2 separate regions of the Xenopus laevis genome follow, and region 2 is linked to region 1. Evidence: chromatin contacts called from public Hi-C data. All regions are on one chromosome and are shown on one strand. Each heading gives the region's core, a stretch centred on a gene start, on an enhancer-like site or on the middle of the called end of the contact. The rest is flanking DNA. Distances are from core to core; before and after follow the strand shown. Region 1 overlaps carmil1.S (F-actin-uncapping protein LRRC16A). Region 2 holds the start of carmil1.S (F-actin-uncapping protein LRRC16A).

Region 1 (7,299 bases), core at 1,804-4,303:
GAAGGAATCTTGTGCTGAGAGCAATACATATATTGGTTGTATCTTTTAAAACAAGTGAGTCTTGGAGCCTTCTGCATTGTGTGCAGCTAGCATCTATTTTCAGCCAACTGGTTAAAATGCTATGATTTAAGTCACTGGTGAGACAAGATTTGTAAATCTTTTCTATACATGCCTTGAAAGTCATCTTAAAACAGAATGTACTCGCATGTCTCATGCTACACACAAAAAGAGAGACTTAAACCCTCCTGGGAGAAGACATTCACATCACTCCTTAATGTTCCTGTGGCCAACTATTCCCTCAGAACCATTGGTGTAATGGAACAGATACATTCTAATATTTTAGAGCCATATATTCAAAATTGCAAAAGCCTATTTCTTTAGTTCAGGATATTCAAAATGGCTTCTGAAGGGATCTTTGAGATCATCACAGTTAGGTTGAGAAGAGGTAAAGAGCTGAAGAGTCCTTTTTAATACAAGACATGCAGTGAAAACCATCTTAAAACAGATGTTCACATGCTACATGCTTGCTAGGATTGCCACCTGTCCAGATTTGACCCGGATTGATTTGGTGATTGGCCAACCTCCACGTCATAGCTCCGTCCACCAACCAACCCGTGGGATGTCCTTGTCCTGCCCACAATGTAATTGCCCCCCCCCCGTGATGTCAGTGGAATGCCGCAACCCTATATCTTGTAATGGTTCTGAATTATGCTGTAGGCTAAGGCTCTATCTGTTCTAGATAGCTCAGCCTGCAATTGTGAATTTTTATTAAAAAGTCCGAAGTTTCTCTTAGATCTCCTGCACTGATGCCAGAAAAAGATACATTTGTTACAATTTAAGATAAGCAAAGAAACAATTGTAGCTTTTTATAACATAGGCACAGTACAAATAAGATTTAGGCTGCTCCAAACTCACCCCCTGTGTGATCTTCTTAGTGTAGCTCCATTTTTTAGTTGTTGTGATCTGGGTGCTCTGCCATCAGCGTCCCCACTGAAATAATAATTGCTCAAGGAATAGAAAGGCGGCACTCCGGTTAGATAAAAAAAAGGTGGTTTATTCCAACAGGTCACTAACCAACATCACCTGACGCTTTTCGGGAGTAACTCCTTTAATCATGGCCTCAGGCGTCGGATTGATGTTGGTTTGTAACCTGTTGGAATTCTATTTTAAATTGGTCATGAACTTGTATGACAGGATAGCAGTTAGGCCTTTTCAGTGCAGTTTTCAGCTCCGCAAACAAGAAAGACATGATGGAACGGAACACTATGAAGAGTGACTAAGTGAATAAAACACATAGAGAATTCAGTTATGAAAATATGATATATTCAATACATTTATTAATACATTTTATTCATACATACATTTTCTCACTTCTGACTTGTAGTTAAGCTTTACTGGCCAAAAATAAAGGAATTTTTTAGCCAGTTATAAACTTTGGGAAGGTGAGGTGTTTCAGACAGACCATGTGACATACCAATAGATGTGAGTGTGTGTAAAAAAAAAAATACAAAATATTCATTAGGACATATTGGGCAAAAACCTAACGCGTTTCGTGCCTGTTGGGGCACTTACTCATAGGAATTTTTTAGCCAATTATAAACTTTGGGAAGGTGAGGTGTTTCATACAGACCAGTCAGGTCCCCTATAATTATATTTCTGGGGAGAACTCTGACTGTTTTATGAGAACAATTAACCAAAAGTTTTATTTTTTCTCCTCTAACAGAGAGCACAAGTTCTTTTTCTGGTGACAATATTTTGGTGGATTCTCTATTTTTGTCCACCGGGTTCCGGGTGCTGAACTCCGTTTCAAAAAATCTCCTTTTATTCCAGTGTTAAAAAATTACATTGCATTAACGTTTCTGTTTTGGTTTAAAACCTTTGTCAAAGTGCTGTTGTAAGTTCATAAAGTTACAAAATTTCAAGTATAAAGTACTCTTATTACAGCAAAAGAAATACACTTATGACTACATTATAGGAGGCTACAACTAAACACAGGACTTGGGGTGTTCCGAATAACTTATCTTTCCATAATTTGGTTCTTCATGCCTTAAATCTGCTAGAAAATCATTACATTAAATAAACTTAAAAGGCGGGTTTTCCTTCCAATAAGGATTAATTACATCTTAGTTGGTATCAAGTACAAGGTACTGTTTTATTATTACAGAGAAAAAGGAAACGGTTTTTTAAAAATTTAAATATGGTAAACAGCCTTTTTGAAATTTGTAGCTTTCTGGATAACGGATCCCATATCTGTACTATTAGTGTTTACATAACATTTTTCTCAATATTTGCAAATACAGTCTGTAGCTCTGTTGTTTTTAGTAATTAATTGTACTTATTGCCCACTCTTTACTGAATATGGTAGGCTAAATAACTAAATACTAAATATTTCTTTAACATCAACATTTAACATCTATTCATATTTATTAAGCCTAGAAATGGAATAAATTGCATCTCTGCCCTTCAAATTCCACTCCATACAGTATGCAAATGTGCAGTGCTGATTGTGGATAAAAGTAAAGTCTGTCTGTGAAGCCTGAATGATTCACACAAAAAATAAAAGGCCTCAGGGGCATCACAAAACCTTTTCAATGAACTTGTGCATTAAATATGGCAAAGCTAAAATTGCACACTGTTATCCAATTCATTTTTAGGATAAGAGGGTAAACAATGTTATATTGTCTGAAAAATATATTACTTTCATTACTAATAGTGTAAATAAATCCTTAAGTCTCTGTACTATATATGGGTCAGTGCAAATAAATAGATAATGTTAATATGCGTAAAAGGGGAATGTTTCTCATCCTCTGAGTTAATTCATGGTTTGTTCTGAAATGTTTATATAAACAACCATGCCCCACCAATTGCACCACTGGCAATTGGAAGACTGTTGGGGGAATATATATATAAAACATGTTTATGTGTTTATGTAAACAGTTTTTCTTATGTGCATATTTCATTTTTGTTTTTGAGAACATTTAGTGCAGTAGTTAGAGGTGGGCACAGCAGAGAGCAGAGGGCTGTGCTAGAAATGAATGTGCTGAGTACAAAGCTTTTTTTAGCCCAAAGGGGGTATCTTAGCACAAAGAACCTTCTTATAATGTAAATGTATTGTTTAGTTTGTGTAAAAACGTCACGGTCAGGTCTGAGGGGACTCTACAAAATGTTAAGCATTATTTGAATTTGAGTAAAAAAAACCTATGTTTAGTATTTCTGTTGTATAGGTCTTTGTTTGATTTAGGAAAGAAGGGTTATTTATCTAGATATTTTTCTAGATTCAAAAAAACTCTGGAAACCATATTTCAATGTGTCAATGCTCACTGTATGCAATCAAACATCTTATATAATGTTATTCCTAATGTCATTTTCTGACAAAAATTATTATGTCACATTCAAGTATTACAATTTCAAATGCCTAATGTACAATTATACATTCATATTTTTGAAAATATCTATTTCATTTCTGAATTCTTATGCATTTCACCCATTAAAGTTAAACATCTTCAATTCAAATTTAAGGAAAATTTGGCCAAAACGAATTCCAGTCAGCCACTGGCTGCCACCCACTGGGTATCACAATTATCACCTTTAACACAGTGCAAAGATATGTTCCAATCATAAAATACCATCCAGTAAGGCAGAACCTGTGGATGATATTTGCCACTGTAGAATTGAGCTATACGTGCCTATCTCTTACATTGGTATTAAACGTTTGATAAGATCCCTTGCTCATAAGAGGCAATTAGGCAGGCTGAGCTCTTTTGTAAAAGCAATATACGTTATGGAAGCTGGACTAGCATTAATTCTCTACATTACAATTGTGAGCCTGCCACTCTCCATGGATTAACTGGTTACAACAGAAAGCAGCCTACTATGAATGTTATTCATTTTTTATGTCCCCTAGATTATAGAGCACTCTGGTCTCAATTAGTATAAACTGTATTTAGTAATAGTGCAACCTGGTCACCTTAGTGCACAAGTCTGACGCCCCCTGAGAGGCAGATAATCAGTTAGCACAGTAATTACTTTTTGTAAGTGTCCAACGTGAGGGTGAGAGTTTTATGTAAGTGTAGCCTTATTTTTATTAATGCTATTTTATGAATGTAAAAAACATCAAAATTGATTCTGGGTCTAAGCGTAACGCTTCTGTTTACTGTTCTTTTTCCAGATGACGCCCAAGTCAAAGAGAAAGAGCATTCACAGCAGAATGCTTCGCCCAGTTTCCCGAGCTTTTGGTAAGTAGTCTGAACAAATGTCTGCCTAAATAATTCAGGAACCAACTAACTTTGATGTGTCTTGGTCTTGAAAACATGACATATATTTTGCATTCCACTCACAAAGAGCAGAGATAAGGTCATTCTCCAATCATTTCTGAAAAGTAGACAAGTGTCGCAAAGCTGTAACAGTTTCTTTCAGAGAAAGCTGGCAACTGTCAGGGAGTTCAGGCATATGTCATGTAATATGATTATTTTTTATCATGCACTTGCATAGCTAAAACACAATGCTGCTATGTTAATTACAGAAATAAACATTGTGCTTTGTACACAAGTTCCCCACCAGTACCTTTGCCACCCACATTGGAGAGTTTCCATTTGCTGGGTAGATTTTTCAATCCTTTTTTCCTGTTTAAAGGGATCCTGTCATCAGAAAACATGTTTTTTTCAAAACGCATCAGTTAATAGTGCTACTCCAGCAGACTTCTGCACTGAAATCCATTTCTCAAAAGAGCAAACAGATTTTTTTTATATTCAATTTTGAAATCTGACATGGGGCTAGACATATTGTCAATTTCCCAGCTGTCCCTGGTCATGTGACTTGTGCCTGCACTTTCTGGCAGGCTGCTGTTTTTCCTTCTCAATGTAACTGAATGTGTCTCAGTGGGACATGGGTTTTTACTATTGAGTGTTGTTCTTAGATCTACCAGGCAGTTGTTATCTTGTGTTAGGGAGCTGTTATCTGGTTACCTTCCCATTGTTCTTTTGTTTGGCTGCTGGGGGGGGGGGAAGGGAGGGGGTGATATCACTCCAACTTGCAGTACAGCAGTAAAGAGTGATTGAAGTTTATCTGAGCACAAGTCACATGACTTGGGGCAGCTGGGAAATTGACAATATGTCTAGCCCCATGTCAGATTTCAAAATTGGATATAAAAAAATCTGTTTGCTCTTTTGAGAAATGGATTTCAGTGCAGAATTCTGCTGGAGCAGCACTATTAACTGGTTCATTTTGAAAAAAATGTTTTTTCCCATGACAGTATCCCTTTAAGGTTTAAAACTTTCCTAGTCTGGCAATAAATGATGTTTATGTTTATACATATTAGGAATTTGACAATATTCTTGTCTTGACGATTCTGGTCTGGAATATATATTTACATTGGATACTATATTTTAGATTACTGCACCTAGATAACAGCATCACACACACACATATAGCATAGGGTTTGCTTAGAGAGAGAGAAACGCACAACTAATTCAGATGAAAAATAATTCTGGTGCTTATTTAGCCCATTTGGCAAACAATGTAGTACAGGTATAGGATCCGTTTTCAGGAAAGCTCCGAATTACGGAAAGGTGGTCTCCAATAGACTCCATTTTATCCCTGGTTTTGGCCAATGCTAGTGTAAAAGCAGTATAAGGATTAATTATCACTTTTGATATTTGAATTTTAGAGATGGAATTTGATTTGGACAGAGTTCTGAAAGAAGTCCCGATACATATTGAGGACCCTCCCTACCCATCCAGCAGGCCAGACAAACGTACATCTAGTGCGATAGCAGAACTACCCTCAGGAGAAGGCAAAAAATTGGAACATTTCACAAAACTACGTCCCAAAAGGATGAAGAAGCAACAACCAAGCAAAACCACAGTAAGATCGTATCCTGCACTGTTCTGTAGAGTGCCTTGTTCTTAATGCATTATCTTATTGTAGGAGGATTAGCTTTTGTGGATCTTTTGCACTGTTTATTTCAGGAATGTAAAATTAGGCACCAAACTATTTATTTTTATTAGGATCATAAAAACAACATCCCTTTAATTGGCAATATCTTAATATATTCTACTCTAATGCAGCCATTGTTATCTGAATACAAGTATGCAAATCAGCTCATCTGAAACACAAACTCAACATAATAAGTCTCTGTATGCTGCAATTAGACAAGCAGCTTATTAAAGTCCAGTGTTAGTTCAAAGAAAAGCTGCTGTTTAGCAATGCACAGAAAGATATCTAGAAATACAAAGTCAGTCTGACTCCCCACATTAAACCCTGTGTCACATCTTTATTTAAATCTAGAGAAAACATAATAGAAATAATTTACCATATCTGGGAGAACAAGTGCTACAGCGGAAAGAGCATGTATGTGTCTCCTCCCGCCTAACAAACCTTATGGCAGATTAGATCTGTATGGAGAAAGGTAGGCATTCAATGTCCAAACAAAGTTTTTTGGAAAAGGCTCCCAGACCAGTGGAATTGGGGGCAGCTATACTGTCTTATATATTTCTTTAAATATAGGAGAGTGACCATGTTATGACCTAAAGGGAGGCTGTCTCATTACAGAGAAAAGGCAAATAAGTCAGAAATGAAGACAGTTTGTTAAAAGACAATATTATGGAAAACTGCATTTCTTTTATTTAGAAGTTTTCTAAATAATAGGTATGCCACACCTTAGTTTCTACAGTTGTTACATGGCATGAATCAACAATCCAGTACAACATTTGTTGTGCTGTTTTTCTAAGATGTGGTTTGTTAAACTCAAACATAGATCTCATATTATTATATAAGTAACTTTCAACATGCTCACAGAAATACAAGTTATAAACTTTGAATCAAAACAGGATTTGTTATTGAAGAACTTCTGCCTTGAACACGTCATATCATTTATTTTAGCAGCTTGGTGCTGAAGCCCCCCCGGATGGTGAGCAGAATGGACTCATGAGCAGGGTAGATGAAGGTATAGATGAGTTCTTCAGCAAGAAAGTCACTAAAATGGAGTCAAAGTAAGTTGAATAAAAATATTAATGTGCAGGAGATGGTTTTCTGAAGGTAGCAATGAAAGTAATATGTAAATGAAAAACATTAAAAAAGAATTGTTACAGCCTTAACTCTTTATGTGTCACATATAGAATATACAGTGCTGGCAGTAAAGGTACAGGTTCTCTGTTTCCTGGTTCTTCTATTAAGTGAGGTCACAGAGTTTGTCTTCAGGGAATTAGTAGGTTTGCCTTTTTGGCAAAATTTACATGTGGAGTAATTGCATGCAAACTGTTTCATTGCAGCACAATGACCCAACAAGCAATTCTTGCTCTT
Region 2 (6,397 bases), core at 1,475-3,974, 140 kb before region 1:
AGATCCCTTATCCGGAAAACCCCAGGTTCTGTGCATTCTGTATAACAGGTCCTATACTCATATCTGTAATACACTAATGCAGAGCTGGGAGTGAATGCAAGCTTAGTACAGTATAGGGGTAAGCAGATGGAAGAGGTATGTGCGTGCCCAGCACCCACTTCACCTTTGTGCCCTAGGCATATATCTCTTCTGCCTACCACTAGTTCCGGCCTCGCACACATGTATGCAGTTATGGAACATTCTATCCAGAATGCTTTGGACCTGGGATTTTCTGGAGCAGGGATTTTGGTTCTCCATATTTTCAGTCTACTAAAAACGTTGAAATGTTAAATAAATAAAATAGCATTGTTTTGCCACCAATATGGATTAATGCAGCTTAATAAGAATCAAGTACAATTTTAGGGATACCATACCTGTATTTCTATAGTGAATAATATACTATCTATTGTAAAGATGCATGTCAATGCAAGTGCTACAGGTATATACAGGTCATGGAACATCACTGTGACTTCTGTTACAGGTATGAGATCTGTTATCCAGAAACTCATTATCCAGAAAGTTCCAAATTATGGGATGGCTGTTTCCCATAGACTTAATTTTAATAAAATAATTAGCATTTTTTGAATGATTTCCATTTTCTCTGTATTTATAAAACAGTACCGGTACCTCATACTTGATCCAAGCTAAGATATGAATCCTTATTAAAGGCAAAACAATGCTATTGGGGGTGTATTTAATGTTTAAATGATTTTTTGAGTAGACATAAGGTACGGAGATCCAAATTACGGAAAGATCCCTTATGCAGAAAACCCCAGGTCCCTAGCATTCTGCATAGAAATGATATCATTAAGCACTGATTATTATTGAAGGTACTATTGAGCACCGTTTATAATGATATGATTGGATATACTATTATTACTATCTATTATATCCCTTGAACATCTAGTTCTGACATCAGGATGTGCAGTTCATAACTTAAACAGACACCCACACTAGTGCTATGAACCACTAATGTGCCACTACTGTCTCAACCTCCCCCCATGACATAAAGGGAGCCAATCAGTAAGTGCACTGGTGCTCTGCAACCCACTCTATAGATGTTGTTTCAGGGCCCAATGATATTTCAAACCAAATGGAATTGAAATAAGGAGTTACAGGGCACTGTTATGATGCATAGGGGGAAATTAGTGGGTCCAAAGGAAAGCAATAGTTAGTGGTGGGCTGTAAGCAGAGTAAGTGTGTAAAGGTGGCACTATAGATTATAAAGTATTATTCAACCCTTGCTATTAGAAGCCAGAGTTCCATGCAACTTGTCCTCTGTCTACCATATAGGCACCCGTGGGCCCATGCCAAGAGTAGTAGCTTTAGGGGAGGCCCTACAGTTCTTTATTCTTGGGCGAAACGGCCAATGACATAGGAGGGCAGAGTTGTGAAGTTTCAGGGCCATGGGGTAGCCATTTTGGGGGTAGCATAGCATTGTGGCATGAGGCTGCAGGTGGGTCTGGGTGAAGTGATTTAGATTTGGAGAGTAGGCAGGGTTGGGCTCAATTTGGAACTCTTATATTATGAGACATTGATTGCATACTATTTTACATTACTCACTAATGGGTTGAGTACAGAGGACCTCTTGTATTTGTCTGTAAGAATTTTGTGGTCACAGACTCATTGCACCCCTGCTTACTGGTTTAAAATTATTGGTGAGCACGACTTTCCCATGTTTGTTATATTTATTGACCCCCTGTGCAGGTGAATGGTCTTCTGGATAAGCACCACAAGTGTGTTATATCCAGAGGACCGAGCTCTCCATCATTGTGCTAGTTGAGTAAGGGGGTGGAGTTGTGTCATGAGGGGGCAGCGGGACTGGGCCACGCATGGAGGCATCATAGGCAACAGAGTATTACAAATATATTGGCAACCAGGCCTGGATTTGTGGAGAGGCATGCACCCACACCCACATTGGTTCATAAACCCTGGGGATGCGATAGTTTTTCAAATTTAATGCGCGCCAATCCCCATTGCTTTGGTCCCAATGACAAAAATTTCAGCGAATAAAAGGGAGGGGACAGGGGTGACGAACAACAGCGGGCCCAGGGGTGCCCGCTATGTAAATACGACCCTGCTGGCAACTATATTCTGGTGAATTAGTAGTTATGGCTGGTATTTTACTGGCTATGCCAGTTATTAGAATTGCCAACTTTGTTCCACCTAATACCGGCCTTTGGGTTGGTCACAATGCCTAGATGGTAAATATAGAAATCACCCACTAGGTACCCAAGCCCACCCCCAGCTGCTACATCAAAATCCCCCACCCCTGCCCCTCACAACAACCTCAACTTACTGTCCAGTATCAATCAGGCCACAAAACAATTAAACATGGTCACCAGGGCCGCCATCAGGGGGAGGACAGGGGGGAGAGATGTAGGGAGCCCGAGGGTAAGGGGGGCCGGCCACACTGCACTTACTTGATTAGCCCCCCTGCTTTCTGAGAGCTGCCGACTTCGGGAAGGCAGGGCAGGAGCACAGGGGGAGGTATCTTCTGTCCATTACTTTCCCTTATTGGTCACAGAGTTGTCTCTGTTGAGCTGCTCAGGGATTGGATAGCTGAGGTTTGAACTTCTCCTCCAGCTCATCCAATCACCATGCAGCTTTACCGGGACTTGAAATTCTGTGACCGATAAGGGAAGAAAATGTTGTCACCTGTGCTCCCCTCCTCCCTTCTGTAGTTGGCAGCTCACTGACAGCAGGTGGGCCAAGCTAATGAAGTAAGTACAGAATGGCAGGGCTCCCCTAAAGGTAACCCTTTGTGGTCCTTGTGTGGTGGAGCCCAAATTTTTAAATTTCTGGGGGGGGGGGTCAAGTTATTTACATGGATGTTTAAGGGGGGCCCTGACCACAAACGTTTTTTTATTGGGGGGCCCTGACCACCAATATATTTTTATTAATATGTGGAAACCCTAGCCACCAATGTTTTTTTTTTTCTACTGTGTGGTGGGGGTGGGCCTGTGGGGTGGGGAGGGCACAGCCCAGGTGGGTCCAGGAAATTTCGTCGTATGGGGCCCTGCAATTTCTGATGGCGGCCCTGTGTTCCACTGTGGAACGTCTTTATTTTGTAGTTGCAATAGGGGGTGGCTGGCCTCTGGTTATGTCACCTTTATTACATTATTTACATTTTAGTCATTGCTTGGTACAGTGTTGTACAAAAGTCATTTAATCCATGACTAGCAGGCTATAAACGTTGTATGTTATGTTACCCAGGTATAAGCAGAGGGATATTACAGTTTGACCGTGGGCAGTGATTTTATTCATGTCTACAGTTTAAGTGTGGAGTTTATCTAATACACAACTCCGGCGCTCAGCTTGCTCACTCAGCCATGAAGTTCGCACCCTGAGGAGGTATTTTTTGCTCTTTTTCCTTCCCACCCTTCTAAGTCTCGCGAGCTACGGCGTGGGTGCAGGTGAGGGACCAGCTCAGGGTGCCACCCCTCCCTCCGCCCGTCGCTTACTCCTAATGGAACACCCTTCAGCCTGTAGGTGTGCTGCCTGTAGCGGCTCCCACAAAAGCGAGGAAGGGGGCGCTGTTGCGAAGAGACAAGGTGCGTGTGTGCGAGTGCAGCCCAGTGAAAGAGAGACTGCTGAGGAAATCCAGCTTTAGGGAAGACAGACAGAGACCTGCTGTTATCAGCCTCCCCTCCTCCTATCTGTCTTTCACACCCCACCCCCCTCTCTCTGGCTCTTTAAGCCTCTCCCACTAGTCAGTGCATGGGATTTTCTGAACCGGGATACAGTGTATTTCCTGCTTTCTGCTATTAATTTGGGGCATGGGAGGCTGCTGCCGGGGGTATGTACAGTACGCAGTGACATCATTTGCCCCTTGTGCATCGGATTTGCTGTGTGAGACCTTGAGGGATCTGTGTGGTGGAGCAGCTGGCTGCCTGCTACTGTTCAACCATCAAACACAAGAGGGGCTGACAGAATGACAGAAGAAACCTCCGAGGTCCCCAGAGAGTTGCTAGGTAAGACTGCTCTTCCTGGATGTATCACACTAAGCACCCACCTACCCCTATTGCATACATTGACTATGTGTCTGTATATATATCTATGTGAGCACATGCCAGTTGCACCAATAGGTGACTGGGGCTTAAGTCATACAACAAGAGTGGCACCTCCAACATATCTGTTATAATTATATATATATCTATATATATCTCTATATCTCTCTCTCTCTCTCTCTATATATATATATATATATATATATATATATATATATATAGTACTCCAAAAGTTACACACACAGCGAATCAAATCTATTTTAAGGTTTATTACAAAAATTGTTGATTATACATTACATCGACGTTTCAGTTCATGGTTTAGAACCTTTCTCCAGATGCTTATCCATGAGAAAGGTTCTAAACCATGAACCGAAACGTCGATGTGATGTATAATCAACAATTTTTGTAATAAACCTTAAAAGAGATTTGATTCGCTGTGCGTGTAACTTTTGGAGTACAGGATTTCACAATCTACACACAGCACCCAGCTAATGACTTGTGAATGACGTGTGCGGTCTTCAACGGTGGATATATATATATATATATGTATATATATATATTTATTTATATTTATAATAGATATCTTGGAGGTGCCACTCTTGTTGTATGACTTAAGCCCCAGTCAAAAAAAAGGTTAATATACCTATTGGTGCAACTGGCACGTGCTCACTGGCTTGCCTGGCACATCTGTAATTAAGTTCTTTGACTGAAGGTGACTGACTGCACCTCCACTTGCCCCTTTCAGTGCCCAATGGGTTAATGAAGTGGGAGTGACTGCTCACCTTTGTATGCTGGGGACTAAAACCTCACCAATGTTTGAGCCGCATGGATGAAATGTATTGACAGCACTGTAAATCTACAGTAGTAACAGCATGGAGTTTATTTTGGGATCAGAATGGATTTCTGTAAACATAACAGTCTCAGCCCCCTATGGGGATTCCTGCTAATGGCACTTAATAACAATGCTGAGCAGCTCCATGAGGATAATGGTGCCAGTGTATATTATCCTGTGTGTGTAGGAAGATCCTGCAGCAAATAAATTGCTGGCAGAAATCTACTATAGATTAGGCACACTTAGCAAAAAAAAAGAGATTCTTCATTAAGAAATGTCCAAGCTCTGGCTCTCCAGCTGTTAAGCTTGAACTTCCCATCATTCCCCAACTGGGTATTGTAGTGCGACAGTGTAACACGCAAATCAGACATTCCACATCAGACATGTTTGTTTACATGCTCAGTTGTGTTTCTGTGATGTACTGGACACGTTTACGGCTCCCTGGGGGGGGGGGGTCAAAGTCCCATGAAGGTGAGATTTAGATTTAGTCTTTAAGATGGTTTATCAAAATTCAAAAGCTCTTCTTGATTTTTCTCTGTAGATCAGCATGCATGATCAATGATTGAGTGGTTCTTAACTTTTTGCTGTCAGAATATATATATATATATATATATATATATATATATATATATATATATATATATATATATATACAAATATTAACAAACCGCACTCCAGGGTCTTTGTCCTCTGTGCAAAAAGGTGAGACTTTATTTCAACGTTTCGGCTCCATAATTCGGGCCGTCATCAGGAAGTCGGCCCGAATTATGGAGCCGAAACGTTGAAATAAAGTCTCACCTTTTTGCACAGAGGACAAAGACCCTGGAGTGCGGTTTGTTAATATTTGTATATATAATTTTGTGGAAGCCTGCACCCAGGCATTGGACCAAGTTGGTTGGGAGTGCACCAGGCCGGATCTGTTCTTGTTTATATATATGTTTATATATATATATATATATATATATATATATATATCTATATATATATATCTCTTTTGATTTTGTATGAAAAATGTTTGTGCATTGTGCACACCAGTGGAGGAAAAGTATTAATTTTTGCTCCACAATCTGCTTTCTGTTTGTGTGCTGTCAGGCTGATCCTGTGCCTGTCAGTGCACTTACTTACAAGATGTTCTGCCTTCAGCTTAATGGTGTAAGTCTATTGCACAGTGTAATAGTGGCAGTGTTTTGTGGGGTTATATTTTGCAAATGCTCAATACCCTTTTCTGCTGCCAGTTTTTCACCTCAAAGGAAACTGCCTGTCAACCATGGTTGTTTTCTTCCAGAAAAATTCAAATTGCATGTCTTCAGTTCAAGAAATAATGCAATTTTCATTTATTTAAATGACACATAGCACAGACGGGTATCAAATATTGCTCCGCCAGTTTAGAGTGCTCATCTGAGGTGACTTGGCACCCTCTTCTGCTCTTTTCTGATCACATGCTATATACTATAATAAACAGACCTTAAGCTGGCCATAGATGCAAAGATCCGATCGTACGAATCATTGTACGATC

Evidence for each region. A called contact is a pair of places that touch in the nucleus more often than the background predicts.
Region 2: a Hi-C map of the XTC cell line shows a contact between it and region 1, with 4 times the contacts expected there. The contact joins the promoter of carmil1.S here to the enhancer-like site in region 1. A contact is called at or near these places in 2 of 4 Hi-C or Micro-C datasets (the XL177 cell line and the XTC cell line).

What each region holds. Positions count from the first base shown.
Region 1 is chr6S:83,077,190-83,084,488 of Xenopus_laevis_v10.1, reverse strand. carmil1.S (F-actin-uncapping protein LRRC16A) reads left to right here. Exons shown (of 38, transcript XM_041567768.1): 31 at 4,169-4,235; 32 at 5,666-5,862; 33 at 6,880-6,989. Among protein-coding and RNA genes, the nearest start is that of scgn.S, 25 kb to the right of the region's middle. Within about 2 kb of position 3,053, at least 1 of the 7 cell types and tissues checked has an H3K27ac peak or open chromatin away from gene starts, as enhancers often do.
Region 2 is chr6S:83,216,146-83,222,542 of Xenopus_laevis_v10.1, reverse strand. It overlaps carmil1.S (F-actin-uncapping protein LRRC16A), which reads left to right and starts at 2,724. Exons shown (of 38, transcript XM_041567768.1): 1 at 2,724-2,762.